Linked DNA regions of Mus musculus: regions 1, 3, 4 and 5 are each linked to region 2. Evidence: chromatin contacts called from public promoter capture Hi-C data. All regions are on one chromosome and are shown on one strand. Each heading gives the region's core, a stretch centred on a gene start, on an enhancer-like site or on the middle of the called end of the contact. The rest is flanking DNA. Distances are from core to core; before and after follow the strand shown. Region 1 holds the start of Usp46 (ubiquitin specific peptidase 46). Region 2 holds the start of Nfxl1 (nuclear transcription factor, X-box binding-like 1). Region 3 holds the start of Lrrc66 (leucine rich repeat containing 66). Region 4 holds the start of Dancr (differentiation antagonizing non-protein coding RNA). Region 5 holds the start of Rasl11b (RAS-like, family 11, member B).

Evidence for each region. Promoter capture Hi-C pulls out the DNA fragments that hold promoters and counts their contacts.
Region 1: a promoter capture Hi-C map of pre-B cells shows a contact between it and region 2, with 2.4 times the contacts expected there. The contact joins the promoter of Usp46 here to the promoter of Nfxl1 in region 2. A contact is called at or near these places in 2 of 39 promoter capture datasets (liver and pre-B cells).
Region 3: a promoter capture Hi-C map of liver shows a contact between it and region 2, with 3 times the contacts expected there. The contact joins the promoter of Lrrc66 here to the promoter of Nfxl1 in region 2. A contact is called at or near these places in 4 of 39 promoter capture datasets (the C10 cell line, liver and pre-B cells) and 1 of 484 Hi-C or Micro-C datasets (pre-B cells).
Region 4: a promoter capture Hi-C map of pre-B cells shows a contact between it and region 2, with 4 times the contacts expected there. The contact joins the promoter of Dancr here to the promoter of Nfxl1 in region 2. A contact is called at or near these places in 1 of 39 promoter capture datasets (pre-B cells) and 1 of 484 Hi-C or Micro-C datasets (pre-B cells).
Region 5: a promoter capture Hi-C map of pre-B cells shows a contact between it and region 2, with 3 times the contacts expected there. The contact joins the promoter of Rasl11b here to the promoter of Nfxl1 in region 2.

Annotation. Positions count from the first base shown.
Region 1 is chr5:74,067,103-74,069,802 of GRCm38.p6, reverse strand. Usp46 (ubiquitin specific peptidase 46) reads left to right here and starts at 1,392. Exons shown (of 9, transcript NM_177561.3): 1 at 1,392-1,553. The coding sequence starts at 1,518.
Region 2 is chr5:72,558,326-72,561,223 of GRCm38.p6, reverse strand. Nfxl1 (nuclear transcription factor, X-box binding-like 1) reads left to right here and starts at 1,579. Exons shown (of 23, transcript NM_133921.3): 1 at 1,579-1,635; 2 at 1,956-2,210. The coding sequence starts at 1,958.
Region 3 is chr5:73,630,852-73,633,752 of GRCm38.p6, reverse strand. It overlaps Lrrc66 (leucine rich repeat containing 66), which reads left to right and starts at 1,332. Exons shown (of 5, transcript NM_153568.1): 1 at 1,332-1,362. Sgcb (sarcoglycan, beta (dystrophin-associated glycoprotein)) reads left to right here. Exons shown (of 6, transcript NM_011890.5): 6 at 1-1,004.
Region 4 is chr5:74,091,700-74,094,399 of GRCm38.p6, reverse strand. Dancr (differentiation antagonizing non-protein coding RNA) reads right to left here and starts at 1,340. Exons shown (of 1, transcript NR_145133.1): 1 at 63-1,340. Snora26 (small nucleolar RNA, H/ACA box 26) reads right to left here and starts at 870; the gene lies at 750-870.
Region 5 is chr5:74,193,932-74,196,631 of GRCm38.p6, reverse strand. It overlaps Rasl11b (RAS-like, family 11, member B), which reads right to left and starts at 1,306. Exons shown (of 4, transcript NM_026878.1): 1 at 1,042-1,306; 2 at 473-529. The coding sequence starts at 1,180.

The sequences.
Region 1 (2,700 bases), core at 143-2,642, 1.5 Mb before region 2:
CTCAAATGGTGCCCCTCCTAAGTTTAGCATGCCTTTATCTGTACTATTTATTTGAGAAACACAGAGCTGGGTTGGATACCTGCTCTGTAAGCCTTATGGAGCTAACCATGTCTATTAACTAATCATGTAGAAGCTGGAAGAGTCGTAACTGACAGCAGTAAAAAAGAATGAAAGTAAAATTCAGGTAGAATGAGTCATTGTGAGCAGGAATATTAATCCTTCTACACACTGAAAAATACAGTATCCATGTGACCCGTCCCCCACCCTCACCCTTCAGTCAGTGGTTTTGTCTTCTATTTCCACCCCAGATCCTAGAAGAATTACCAATGGATGGATGGCTCTCATGTTATGTGTATAACCCTAGCCCCCCAGCCCCCAGTATGTTACTCTTGGCTAGACAGAGCTGTCTTCAATTATATTAATTTCTCTCCTAATTTAATTCTCCACAAAATACATTGGTTTGGGAATTTATCACGTTTCACATGCACAACTTCCCTGTGGAAAGCTTGGGACTGCAAACTTGTCTGCACAATTATTCCCCATGTTTGAAATGAACTCTTTCAGTTCTCACGAACATATCCCTCAAGTGGTGTGTACAGTGTGCACCCTGAGCCTGCAGTCTGGGCCTCCGCAGGAAGGTGTAAAAGCTCAAACAAAACTGAGATCAGGAGCTCCGAGGATGGGAGATAGGAAAGTTTTGTTTTGGTATTTCCTGGACAGCCTCTAGTACCGCCCAGAACCTGGCCATTTCCTCTGTACCTGCTAATGTCACAAATCTCCCGAGTGTGCCTGCTTAGACCCGGAATTCTTTCCTTTCTGGGAACCTTTCCCTAGGCAGCTGGGTTGCTGCTGGCTAGGGCTTTCTGGCCACGCCCATGTCCTGGTCTCATTTTACTTTTCGGGTTCCGGCGGATGCCATCTGGCTAGAACCCTGGAGAGAAACTTTAAAGTTGACTACACTCACCCTTAGACCCTTATTCATATCCTCCACTAGCTAATCCCTAACGCCCAAGGCTTGCTGGACACCAGCAGAAACGGGCAGAGGGAAACCGGGAAGCGAGCACGCCCGTGTCCCCGCGGTGTAGGTCCCCAGCCCAGTGCCCGGTACGGTCCTGGGTCCGGCGGAAAGGCCGCGGTGCTGGGTTTGCTCGGGGCTGGCCTTACGGTGCAGCTGGCACCGAGCGGGACCCTAGGGCAGAGGAGCAAGAACGGCTTCCAGTGGGGTCAGCCGAGCGGGTCCTGGCTGGCAGCGGGAGCATAGCAGTGGCCTCGGTTCCGCGCCTCCCGGCTCCGGGCTCCTCCTCCCGCCGGCCGCGGCCCGGGCTGCGTCGCTCCGCCACTCCCCGCCCCGCGCCGCCGCCCCGCCCTCGCCGCCGCCCGGCCTCGCTCGCCCAACCCCACTGCAAGCCGGCCCCAGGCCGCCTCGCCGCCACCCGGCCTCGCTGCGCGCCACCATGGACAGTCCCGTTTTCCCCTGGTAAAGATGGCGGTGCGCGATCGCTGCAACCTTTAGACTAATGACTGTCCGAAACATCGCCTCCATCTGTAATATGGTGAGTGGCCGCCGAGCCTCCGGGGGTCGCGCCCGCAGCGAGCCAGGCAAAGAAAGGGAACCCCGGGCTGGAGCTGCACGCGCGCCGCGGTCGTGGGGGCCGTGCGGCCAGAAGTTCCCGGTCCCGAGGCTGGGCCGGCTGACCGCAGTCCCCCCCACCTCTGTCCCAGCCGGGGACCCCGAGCGGATCCCAGGGATCCCCAGGGCGGCCCCATGCCCCCGCCCTCGAGTTGCGGTGCGGGTGGTGGGTGGGGGTGGAGGTGGAGGGTGCGAGGTGGCTGCACAGCGAAGTCCCGAGGGAGGACCATGAGGGTACGAGCCCGGAGTGGAAGGAAGCAAATCCTTCTGGTGCAGTAAATAAACCCTTACTGGACTCGCCGACTGTCCTCTGCTCCTTCTGGAGTTCAGCCTTGATTGTATTTAAGATTCACTTTGCAACAGCAGTGCTCTTACCAGGAGAAATTGGATAGACATGAAAGCTGTGACCAAAAAATAAAAAATAAATAAAAAATAAAAATTCCAAGTGAAGAATCTGGTTAGAGAGGTGAACTAAAACCTGGTATCGGAAAAGCATGGCAATTTGTTCTGGAGGCCTCAGTTTCCCCACCTGCATGCAGGAGATTATAAGGAGACAGGAACGTTTGCAGGCCCTGGGAGTGAGTGGCTGTAGGTGTGAGGAAGTCTGCAGGGGTTGTCCTGCCCCGCCTCCTCTCCTTTTAGCTTGGACACTGCCTGGTCTGTCTGATAGGGTGGGGGTCTGGGGGGGGGTGTTACCCAGCAGTCACTTTAATTTAGATTTCCCCCATTACTTTCCAGTTCTGTTTAGTTTCCTCGGGACCAGTTTCTAGCCCTTGGGGCCACTGAGTGTACTCAGCTAGCACCCCCACTTGTGGGAGCCATAGGGAGGTCAGGGGTAAGGCACTGGGGTGTGGGAGTTGAGGAGGGTGTGTGTTCTGCCTGTACTTTCTGTATCCTCACCCCCTTAGACCCCCTTCAAACTGGAACACTGTTTTTTTTTTTTTTTTTGTTTTGTTTTGTTTTTCCATTTTGGGGAATCCATCCCCGCCCCCACCCCCCTCCGCCACCAAGTTAGACAGTAATGCTAGCATCTAAAGGAAATCTGAGGAGGCCTGATTAAGTAGGCCTCA
Region 2 (2,898 bases), core at 330-2,829:
TTACAAAGGCCGAGGAGTAACTAGTTTCCACGTGGCTTATCAGGACATTGCAGATGCAGAACATTAAAGAGAATTACACAATCATCATATGTCTAAGAGAGGAGGCCAGGAGTCACTTTACCTAGTTGCAACCCAGGCCCTGCTGGAGTGTTGAAAAAGATTTTTTTGGTGTCATTTATTTATTAAAAATTGGTTTCAATGATGAGACTCCACATGTTATTAAACAGGTATGTAAAAGAAAAGGAAGGAATGCTTGTTTGAAGCTCTCGATAAATATTAGAATAGTTTATAACTAATGTTTGGAGGACTGGAGGGAATGTGTTCTCAGGAAGGTTTAGTATGGAGATTTGGACAATGTGCTAACGCAGATCTGTGCTACACACCAAGGTTCTATGAGGGTCTCCTTATCATCAGCCACCTCAATATTCCCTCGACATTTACTGGTTTTGGATGAATTATAGGCCATGATGTAATACCTATGTACAAGAAATTAAAAACATGATAGAATTAAAGCTTAGTTTCAGCACAATTACCTCTCTATGCTTTAGTTTTCCCAGTGGTAAAATTGGAATGATAAATAAGGTTATTTTGAATAAAAAAAAATATTGACACAATGGACATGATGATGAAGGCCTGGAGCCCCAACAACTTCTAAGGCTGTGGTGAGAGAATCATGAGTTCAAGAACAGCCTAGATAATATTAAAAAAACTCATCTCAATAAATTATAAGTGTAAAACTTTGTATATGTGCAAACACACACACACACACAGACACACACACATATATATGTAAATATTTTGTACACTCCTGGACACATTGAATGGCATCTAAATATATTTGTGGTAAATGTTGGGAAATTAACTAAGCTGAAGGGTAATTTAAGGATTGTATAACTTCAAATATCAACAAAAATTCAGCTCATTTTCCAAGAGACCACTAAATGAATTTCTGCAATCTATACGTAAAGATTAGCTGCTGGCTTTCAGTTATTTTCCTTAATGAATCTACTGGAGGGAGCAGCCTTGAAAGGAAAAGAAGCAGTCTCTAAGGGAAAGCTTGTTTTAAAGTATAAAAGGTGGTTAATACTAGGGGCTAGATTTCATTGTGAGTTCTGAAAGCTTTCTCCACTCAAACCATTTTTTCCTACAATGCTCCCGTGGCTCTTCTGATCCTGCTCCCCATGGCGTCTTCTGTTTTCTAAGTACTTCCTGGACGAGGACCTGCCTGCTACCTGCAAGCAGCAAGACTATGGCGAGAACAACTGTTTGTGAATTTTGCCCTCTCTGAATCCTGAAACCTCGCGTATTTCCTGGGAGCAGCCGCCAGTAGCAGCATGCTCCCGGCACGCCCACCAACGGAGGCGTCTACTTTTCATGAGCCTCGGAACACTCTGGGAAATGTAGTTCCCCAAAGGCCGCGAACGACCGCGCATGCGCACTGAGCATTCCTTCGTCTCTTCCGGGAAAAAAAAAAAAAAAAAAAAAAGCTGCCTCGCTGCCACGCATTCTGCGGTCCGCGGGCGGAGGCTTCTGGGAGTTGTAGTCCCTGGCGGTGGGCGCCGTCGGTAAGGAGACGTAGCTTTTCGGTGCGGTCCACTTCAGCAGTTGGTTCCCGGCCGCGGCCGCGGCCGCACGGTCAGTTCGCGTTTCTGTGCCTACCGCACTTCTCCTGAGGCTGAGGAGAATTTCCCGTGGCTGGGTTTTTCCTGTCCCGGGTGGGCTCCTCGTGGCTCCGTGCTTCTTTTCTGCCCTCCGTCTTTTCCCTCCTCGCCCGTCGCTCGAGCCTGGGCTTGGCGGGACTCGCCCTCGGGAGACACAGGGCCGCAACCTCCTCAGACCCGGGTCTCCGTGTCGCGGGGTCCGTCCGCACCCAGCCTGACCCTGCGGTCCCTCGGCAGCCGCCTCCATCCTCGGACGCCCGTTCACGCTCCTTCTCCTTTATCTCTCCGCTGCAGGGATGGACGCTCCCTGGCGCCAGGTGGCCGCTGGCCGAGGCCGAGCCCGAGGACGGGCCACCGCAGTGCCCCTCTCAGGAAATGGAGTCCCTTTTGGTGGCGCTGGAGGAGGGCGAGCCAAAGGGTCTGGGGGCGCGGTGTCTTCGGGCCCCGGCCCCGGGGGAGCAGCAGCTCTGGCCCCTGCGGGTCGCGGGCAGCGCTCAGCTGGAGGCGAAGCCCCGCAGCCCCCGGGGGCCCGGGGTGAGGATGGCTCAGGTGAGGATGGCTCGGGTCTCCCGCCCCACCAAACTCCCCAAGTCACTTCCCTACTTATCGCTGGCTGCCAGGGCCCTCCAAGTCTCTCATTCACTTTTTAACAGCTCCCGGAGTTTAGTCTCAGGGAACCGTCTCCATTCAGGCAGATTTTCATCTCATCGCTTGCATCCTCATTTTAATTGATAATTGCCTTTGTTAGTCACTTTCTTCAATTGTGTGCAGCTGATTTGGTTAACTCAGTAAATGGATCGCCAGAGTTTGTTTTCTTTTATAATCTAAGATGTTTAACATCTGTCGTAAAATAGGACCTTGTGCTTTCGCATCTGTGTGTATGGTAACAGCAAGCTAGGCTAAGGTCTCAGAATTCCATTTACGAACAGATTGGGAACTCCATTCTTCATTAATCAACTCGACTTTCAAGACCAGTTGTTGATAGCCATCTTTCCCAGGCTACCTGACTTTTTGGACCCTGTAAGCGTTTTGGTTGTTGTTTTTAACTGATCCCAGTGCAGAAATTCCATGTCTTTCCATGATGTATCAGGTGTTGCCACGATGGATTTGCCAATAGCCTTGGTCCAAGATCTTTTAGGGCGACGTTGAGAGTGTTTATACATAACACTCCAGATAAAAGAGAGTGGTCCCTGAAAGTGTTTTGTGTTTGGAAGGTATTTTTTCAGAAGAGGTTTAA
Region 3 (2,901 bases), core at 83-2,582, 1.1 Mb before region 2:
TTGTTTAATAACTAAATAATGCTCAGAAAAATCACGCTTGGAATTCTCATGTCCATGCTCAGTGTATTTTTAAATTGTACATTTGTTTCATGTTCTATTTAAATTTGTTTTGAGAATTTCTTTAAATAAATATTTTTACTAAATCCACAGAACCCTATATTACAAAGTATTATTTACTGAATACAATTCATGAGAAAAAAGTGTATTTTTACGTCTGTGGGAAACACTTGTGTTTTGATACATCTCCATTGAGCACTTTGAAGTTTGAGCATATCCTGCTGCTCTGTAAAGCGCGTGGTTACTAGGTATGCTATTTTAGACTGCATTTTGGGTAGACCCTCTGACACACTGACCTGAAAGCAGAGAAGCGGAGCTTGGTGCACAGTGAAGCGGCACTGTTAAATCTGGCCACCAGGGGGCGTATGCCTTCTCATGTGTTCATTTCTTCGGTTTTGAACATAGCACACTGAGAGGACTTACTGCAGCGCTGGGGAAGGTAGGTGCAGGAAGGACCCAGGGAGGAAAGCAAACACACATTTAACAGACAGTATTCGAGAGGTGAATATCAATGCAAAGAGATAGAAATAAAAAGAAGACCCCTTCCAGACTGTCCAGTGAGAGGTTGGGGGGTGGGGGATACACAACACAAAGCAGGAGCTACCTGCCGACTCGGCAACCTTTTAAAATATTCTTCGGTGGCAATCTTCTTGCACTGTGACAGAAGCAAAATAAACTTTGTGTGATAGTTTTGGTGATGAAAGGTAGAATTTCTACCTGTTTTTGATGAGTGGTTTGTGTTTTCTTGTTTGTTTGTTTTTTGCTTTTTTAAAGGAGTTAAAAACTTGTTTTTAACTTGATGAAGAGGAGACCACTAAAGTGCTGCTCATGGTAATCTTTTGAACGACATCAAGAGGGGCAAAGTTTACAAGTTATGCCACACAAAAATATACCTATGTATTTCAGATTGATGACCTCTGTTTACAATAAAGCTCTGTGAACTTGGCGGTCAGTTTCTTCGTGACTTTATTAATGAGCATCTACATTAGCACAAACACACAGATTCTAAATATGGCTGGAGACTGGAGCATCAAGACCTGCTTATGCGACCTCTCTGCAGGCAGAGGTAGAGAGCCGCCCAATCTCAGTTTAGATTCTCACCTTCTGGGCCTTAGAAGAAGGCTTCTCTCCGAGTGGCCGAGGAAAGGGTGTGGACTCAGTAAGGGAGGAGCCCAGAGATGAAAGGGTTGGGCTGGCTGCAGAGCTGGGTAAGGTGGGCGGAGTCTCAAGGGCACAGATTTAAAATCCTCCCCTGGCTGGATCAGCTGGAGACAGACCAGTTAGAAACTACCTAAGGACCCTCAGGTAGGCCCCCGGAGCAGCGTCCTGCCCTTCCTGGGCCTCATTTCCGGAAGGGCTTCTATCCACTGTTTCCCCTTTCTTTTTCCAATTTCTTAGAGAAGAATTCATCTTTTCTCTACTTCCGTTTTTCCTGTTACCTTCTCGGTCTCACTCCGACTACACGTTCTCCAGTTATTTCTACTTCCTCACACTTCAACCCAAACGAGTCTCAAAAGTCAATTTCTACTTAATTACCTGTACTTTCCTCTGGAGTTCTCCCGTTTGTGGGGTTTGGTGGTGGTGGTGGTGGTGGTGGGTGGTTTGGGCTTTTGGGTTTTTGTTTTGTTTGTTTGTTTTCTGGGTTTTGTTTTGTTTTGTTTGTTTTTTGTTTTTGGTTTTTGGTTTTTTGGTTTTTACCTCACATAGACATTTGTATGTAATATAATGCTTCTTTTCATCTCAGACATAAAATTATACTAATCTGCCTGTTTTTAGTGCAAATCTATTCACGTATCAATCTCTTCACCTCGAAAAAGGCCAGACTATAAAAACCTTTCATTTATATTCCATTTTAAAAATGTATGTTTGAACCCCATTTTTTTCTTCAGAGTTGAAAGAATGTGCATAAGTATGATCGCTGTAATTTTTTTGCTACTATTACATTAGCTTGACGTCCAGTTGTATGCACAATGATTGCAGCGTTGGCATCAAAATAAATCTCTCTCTGACCAAGAAAATGAATTCAGCTTTTGGTATTGCGTAAGGGGCATACTATAATTTACTCCTTGCCGTAGGTAGGGCACCTTTGCAGTTTATGTACCTAAATTTAGATGCCCTCTGAGAGATGGGAGAGTTGACCTTGCATGAAACAAAAGTTTAGAAGTTGCAGTGAGAATGTCCTTCATTCTGTGCATTCATTCATGCAGAAAGCATAGCCAGTGACAGGCTCCAGAGCCTTAACTCTAGGAGGCACACGGGGGGGGGGGTGGGGGGGGGGCTACTTGCTCTCCTTTCCCTTTTGTGCTAACAATGTGTGATGGCATTGACATTCTGTCAAGCTGAGTGGAATTGAATGCATTCACTCAGTAGTTACTGAAAATATCGGGAAAGCAAAGGCGAAGAAAGCATTGGCTACTGTGAGAAAGGCAGGCTCAGACCCTACAAATTGAGATGAGACTTGACGGATGTGCACTCTTCAGACCGTAGAGGGGAGTGGCATTGACCGTGGGTTAGAGGCAGACGCAAAACTCATTTTACTGTGAGGTAGACACATGCATCCCTAGCCCAGGCCACGGCTTGCCGTTGCCCTGCAAGGGCCTCATCAAGGTAGCTGTGGTATAGAAAGTTCTGAATGCCTACCTTGGGAATTTGGACTATAGGCAATTAAAGAAACACTTAAAATTTTCGAAGGAGAAAAAAATGCATATGGAAAATAATATTGGGGGTAGAATGATCCCTGGAATTACCTATGATGCAGAGGAGAGTGGGCAGGAGGGCAGGAAGCTCAGCAGAGCTATTCTAGTATTTCAGACGTGACAGTGAGACCAGGCAGGAATGGGTGAT
Region 4 (2,700 bases), core at 91-2,590, 1.5 Mb before region 2:
TTGCTCCAAGTGGTTCTGACCCCCCCCCCCCTCCCCAGTAATAAGAACAAGTGAACAAGCCATAGAATTGACACAGGAAGCCTTTATTAAAGATTATGGAAAATTACTCATAGGCAACAATATACAGGTTAACACACCTCAATTGCTAGCACGTGACTGGTTACTAGCAAAGAACTTGTCCTAACGAAGTCCAGATACATTCTAATGATCTAGCATGAAATCTTTGCATCTTTAAAACGGCGAGCATGTCATAGCCATGCAGATCTGATTCTAGGGCAGTGGGACATGAAGAAGGGGTGGGGCAGGATCCTAGTACATTGATTAAAATCTTTAGCAAACTACCTTCAGGGTAATCAGTTACAAGGCCATTCAAGGAAACTCACATGGCCCTCACTTCACCTATTTCAGCTTCGATACTAATCCTAAAGTGGAATACAGGCAAACCTGGTCACTACATGCAAGAGTACTTCACCTTGGAGCCATTCAGTCACGGGTTTCTTGTAGTTTTCAACCTATGAAAGAATAAAAATGTTTCACATAAGTGGAACATACTCAACTATATCCTTTCCAGCTGACCTAAAATCTCACTTCTAGAAAAGCAAATGTATTCTTGTCTTCTGAACTTTCTCCTCCAACCAAATTAAACCAGGTAGGCTACGTTTTCTTTTCTTTAAAATCCTATATCACTACCTAGCAATCGCCAGAACCTAAAATGCGCACATTCAAGTTTTAAATGAAGCTTTTGGTTCATTTGTGACTCCAGACAGGATCCAAAGAGGAGGTGTAGTTTTCCTCTCTGGGTTTTATGGAGAGTTCCTTTACCCTTCTGTGTTAGCCTCTTAAAGTACTGCGACAACCTTAAAAGGGCACAGGAAAGGGCGACTGGGGAGGCCCGGCGCAGCTCAACAAAGACAGGCCTGGAACCTCCGTCTTCTCGGCCACGTGGCCAGGGCCTGCCTCCGATCAATGCCGGGACGTACCTGCGCTTGTGTCCGAGGCAGCAGCACGGCTGGGCAGTGGGGACCGGCTCGGGTGGATCGGCCTGCAGAGGGAAAGGGCGGTGGTCAGGGTGCCCGGGTCGGACGGCACAGAGGACTTTGTGTCTCGCGCAGCCCCGGGCTGGACACTGCCGCCCGCCCCGCGGGCCGCTGAGAACTGCTCTACCCCTCCGTTCTGGCCGCCGGGAGCAGCTGAGCTCGGGGCGGGCAAAGCTCGAGGGGACACGGGGACATCCTGACACCCTCCCACGAGGACACTCACCACCAAGGCCGGGACCGAAAGACCGAGCCGCTGCGCGCTGCGTTAATACAGCCATCCGGGAGAGGGGCGGAGCTGCCCCCCCCCCCCGAGACCTGCAACCAATCAGAGGGCCGCTTGGAGGGGGCAGAACAGGAAAAGGAGAGCAGCCAATCGTCAGAAGGATTGTAGGCGTGGCTGGTATGGGAAGCCAATCGTCGGGACGTTTCGGACCCGGTAGGGTGGGGCCGTTGACTTCCAGCAGCAGGTTCTCCACCCACTGCGGTGTTGGAAGCGTTGAGGCTGTGCTCAGTGGAAACCTTCCTTTCCTGAAGCTATGCCGGTGCTAGGTGTGTTCCGACTTAGATCCCTTCTTGTTCAGCTAGTTCACTCCCAGGGCCCCTCCTTAACCCTGAGAGGAGCTGCCTTTTTCTGTGTTCCTGGAGAGTAATATCAAGGAGAAATGTTGCTGGAGATGTGAGGCAGTTAGTTCTCAACAGAGCTCTACCACAGAGCTACCTCCTCAGCCCGTACCATTAATTTTGAGTCAGAGTCTCTCTTAGGTGCCCACACTGCTTTCTAACTTACTGTGTAGCTAGTTCAGGGTATTCATCAAACTTGTTATCCTCAGTGCTACGTGCTAGGATTGCTGGCATGCATGCCACTCTCCACCTAGGCTATACCTTTGTCTTGTTTTTAGTGGTCCTGGGTTAAAAGTAGAGCCTGGCGTCTCAGATCCCAAACCCTTTTATTACTTTGAAACTAGGTCTCACTAAATTTCCCAGACAAGACTGGAACTTTCCGTCCTTCTGCCTCAGCTTCCTGAGTAGAAGGGACGACAAATTTTCACCACCAGGCCTGGATATGTGCTTAACTTATTTTAATGAGAATTTCCACGGTCTGAGATGATTTTATTGGCAAGGTTTTTAAAATAATAATAATAATAATAATAATAATAATAAAATTATTTTTTTAATTTGAAGAAATTAAATTTCCAAACTTATATTAAAACTAAAAATGTTCAAAGAGCCACGTGCCTGCGTTCTTCTCTCGGCTAAAAGCCAGCCATTCATTCCAGACCTGGCGCATCTATCGTCTTGGTCTGTTGGGGGAGGGGGGGTATTTTAAAGCAAATCTCAAGCTTGGTTTGTTTCACCTCTTAATATTTCAGTATTTATTTCAAAAGAAAAGAGGCCATCTTGCCTGAGGACAATGCCAATGTGATTGCTAGAATAAACAGCCGCTCCAAGTTCACAGCAAGACTATTCTGATACAATGTTACTTTACAATGAGTTCGTTTGAATAAGGACTCTAAGTCTATTCATCATGCTCGCCTGTGTTTCTTTACAGCCACTTTTAGTCTAGATAAAAAAAATGATGACCTGCTTTGTCAACTTGCTTTGACTTTTTAGATAACTTTTTGAGATTGAACCCAAGTGTTATAGGTCACCCTTTTAAGTGTAC
Region 5 (2,700 bases), core at 57-2,556, 1.6 Mb before region 2:
GCTACTTATTTGTCTTTGTTAAGGAAAGAACTTTAGGCTTACAACTCTTCTTTGGCCTTTGCTTTCAAAGGTCGCCCCTGAAAGGCAGCCAGCAGAGGGAGAGGGTGGGGGAGGAGCTTGCAGCTGGGTTTTTTGTTTGGTTGGGTATTTTTTTTTTTTATGACTTTTGCAGGCATGTTTTAAAGGACAAGGCCTTGGAGTACAAACGGTGCTTCCAACTGGGGTCCCTATAGTTAAAACATACCACAGGGAATACTTTCGGGCACTTGATAAAATGATGAATGCGCCAAGAATGGAATGAGGCCAGATGGCAGCTGGGGGGAGGGGGAAGGGGGAGGGGGAGGGGGCGTGCAGAATTGGAAGTAGCAGAATCTTGATGCTAAACACTGTCACTCTGAAGGAAGTGTCCTTAAAGGTACTGAGAAATGAGGGCGGCCATCCCAACAGGGTTGGTCTCCGTACGTTTCCTCACCTGCATTTCGTTCGTAGTCCCCGATGAATCGTTTAGTGAGGAATCGGACCACCAAAGCTGCAATTCAGAAAAGAAAACAGACTGTTAACCCACTAAGTTAGACGGTTCTCCACCCCACCCCCACCTGGAAAACAACTCTTCCAAAGAAAGTCACAGCCGGCCACCGAGGGCTCCTTGACCCTCTACCAGACACAAGGAGGTAGGAGTGAATTACAGCTCTGCCAGCAGGAAGGGTCTTGAGGCCCAGCCCCTCCGCGGAGCCCAGCTGGGCCACACCTAAGCCTTCCAGCAGGCAAACTTCTTCCTAACCTTACGGAACTCCTGGAGGGGTTACAATCACTAGCTCCCCCATTCCGCCCCAGATCCTGCCAAAAGCCCAAAGCCCCAAAGTTCTACTCTGGCCCGAAAGTCGGCGGGACGCTCTGGGCCCCAGTGACCCTCTTCGTTAAAGCAGAGACATGAAGAGGCAGAGGATCCCACTGCAACGCCCACCGTCTCTCAGTTCCAGTCCGAGCGGGGGTCTCCCACGTCCCGCCCCTCCACCAAGCGGGTTCCTCGCATGGACTCACCGGTCTTGCCCACGCCGCTGGCCCCTACCACGGCGATCTTAACGAGCCGGCGGCCCGCAGCCCCCAGGCAGCAGTCGGCAGCGGTGCTGCCTGGGGCGGGGTACTCTGCGATGGTACACATGTTCTGGATGAGGCGCATCGCCGCTACGGCCCGGCTGCACGGAGCGGGGAGGAAAGTCAGGACAGGAGACGGCTCGCGCTGCAAGGAGAGGAGGGTACCCCGTCGGAGGGCGCGCGGGCAGAAACTGGAAAGAACGGGAGAGCGCGACGAGAAGAGAGGCTCGGGGGTTCCGGATCGCGGCTGGGATGGCAGCCGCCGGGGCGCGGGTTTTCTCTGGCCCAGGCCCCGCCTCCATTCCAGCAGCCAATCCCCGAGCGCCCCGCTCGAGGCCCCGCCCACGGCCTGCACTACCAGGCTGCGCCCCCACAGGAGCCGAGAGCGAGTGCGGGGCCCCGTGAGATCCGAGGAAAACAGGGCGGCCGGCGCGAGGGTGGCAACGTGCGGGACCCAGCCGGCTCCCGCTGCGCTAGCACGCGGCCGCACCGGTGCCTGCGGGGTCACGGGGTCTCAGATCCGCGTGGGGGGATCTGGCCGTGTCTGCTGGGTCTCAGGTCCACGTGGGGGGAATCTGTCCTTGCCTTCATAGGAGACCTGGCGTGTCCGCGGGATCTCAGATCCGCGGTGGGTTTAGAAGCACCCACCCTTGTCTGCCAACCTCGCCGCTGGGCCTCCGTAGGTCAGTCCCTAGGCATTCTCTGAATTGGGTCCCAGGTCCCCTAACCTCTCTGACCACTGGCTTCTCCACCTCTGACCCCAAGGAACCTGCTGGGAGCCCCATAGGTCACTGCCCTGTTTGGCCCTGCCCTATGTTCTGCTCGTGCGCTCGACATCTTTGCACTGACTTGGCTACATTCAAAGTATTATCCTGGATTATACATTTTCCCCATCCTTGTATTCCTAAACAAAGGCACCCCTCCGTGACCCAAAATGTGGCGTTTGTCTTTGGGGCAAAATACCTATTTTGTTCTAGTTCTTGCCAACAGTGCAAGCCCACGAGAAGGCACACAACGTGGAAAGCAAGTACCGCACCCCGAGAGGCAAAGCCAGGCTAAAAGTCACTAGAACAAGCTTGCATGGCTAGCCCAGTCACGCCTCCTCCCAGATCTGTGAAAGGTAAGACAAGAAGTCAGTGCAGCTGTGGATTGGACTCACCGGGAGGCAGAGGGGCCCCACGGTTAGCCTAGTCATAAAGGTTAGTTAAAAGTGGCTTGTCGCCAAGGAAGATGAGGAGTCTAGCACTCATAAAAATACCAAGTACCCCCGTGTCCTCATCAGAGAAAATCACAGACAACTGCTGGCCAGATCCCAACTTCAGCAACCTACTTTATCTATCGCCACCAGCATGCCCTTACAACCCTCAGGGCCTTTTATCTTGGTGCCTAAGAGCAAAGCCTGTGGCATTTTGTACACCTTTATTGAAGGTAGAAAAGCAAAAGAAGCTGATTCCAGGCTCAACACACCGTTTCTTGTTTAATCACAGTCCATTCTGGGCTTCATTCACCAGGTAATAAGAATTTACCCTCCTACTCTGGTCAGACCGGGACAAACCCTGTATCTAGTAACAGTTTGAAGGGGTGAAGAAATCGGAGGGGAACTAG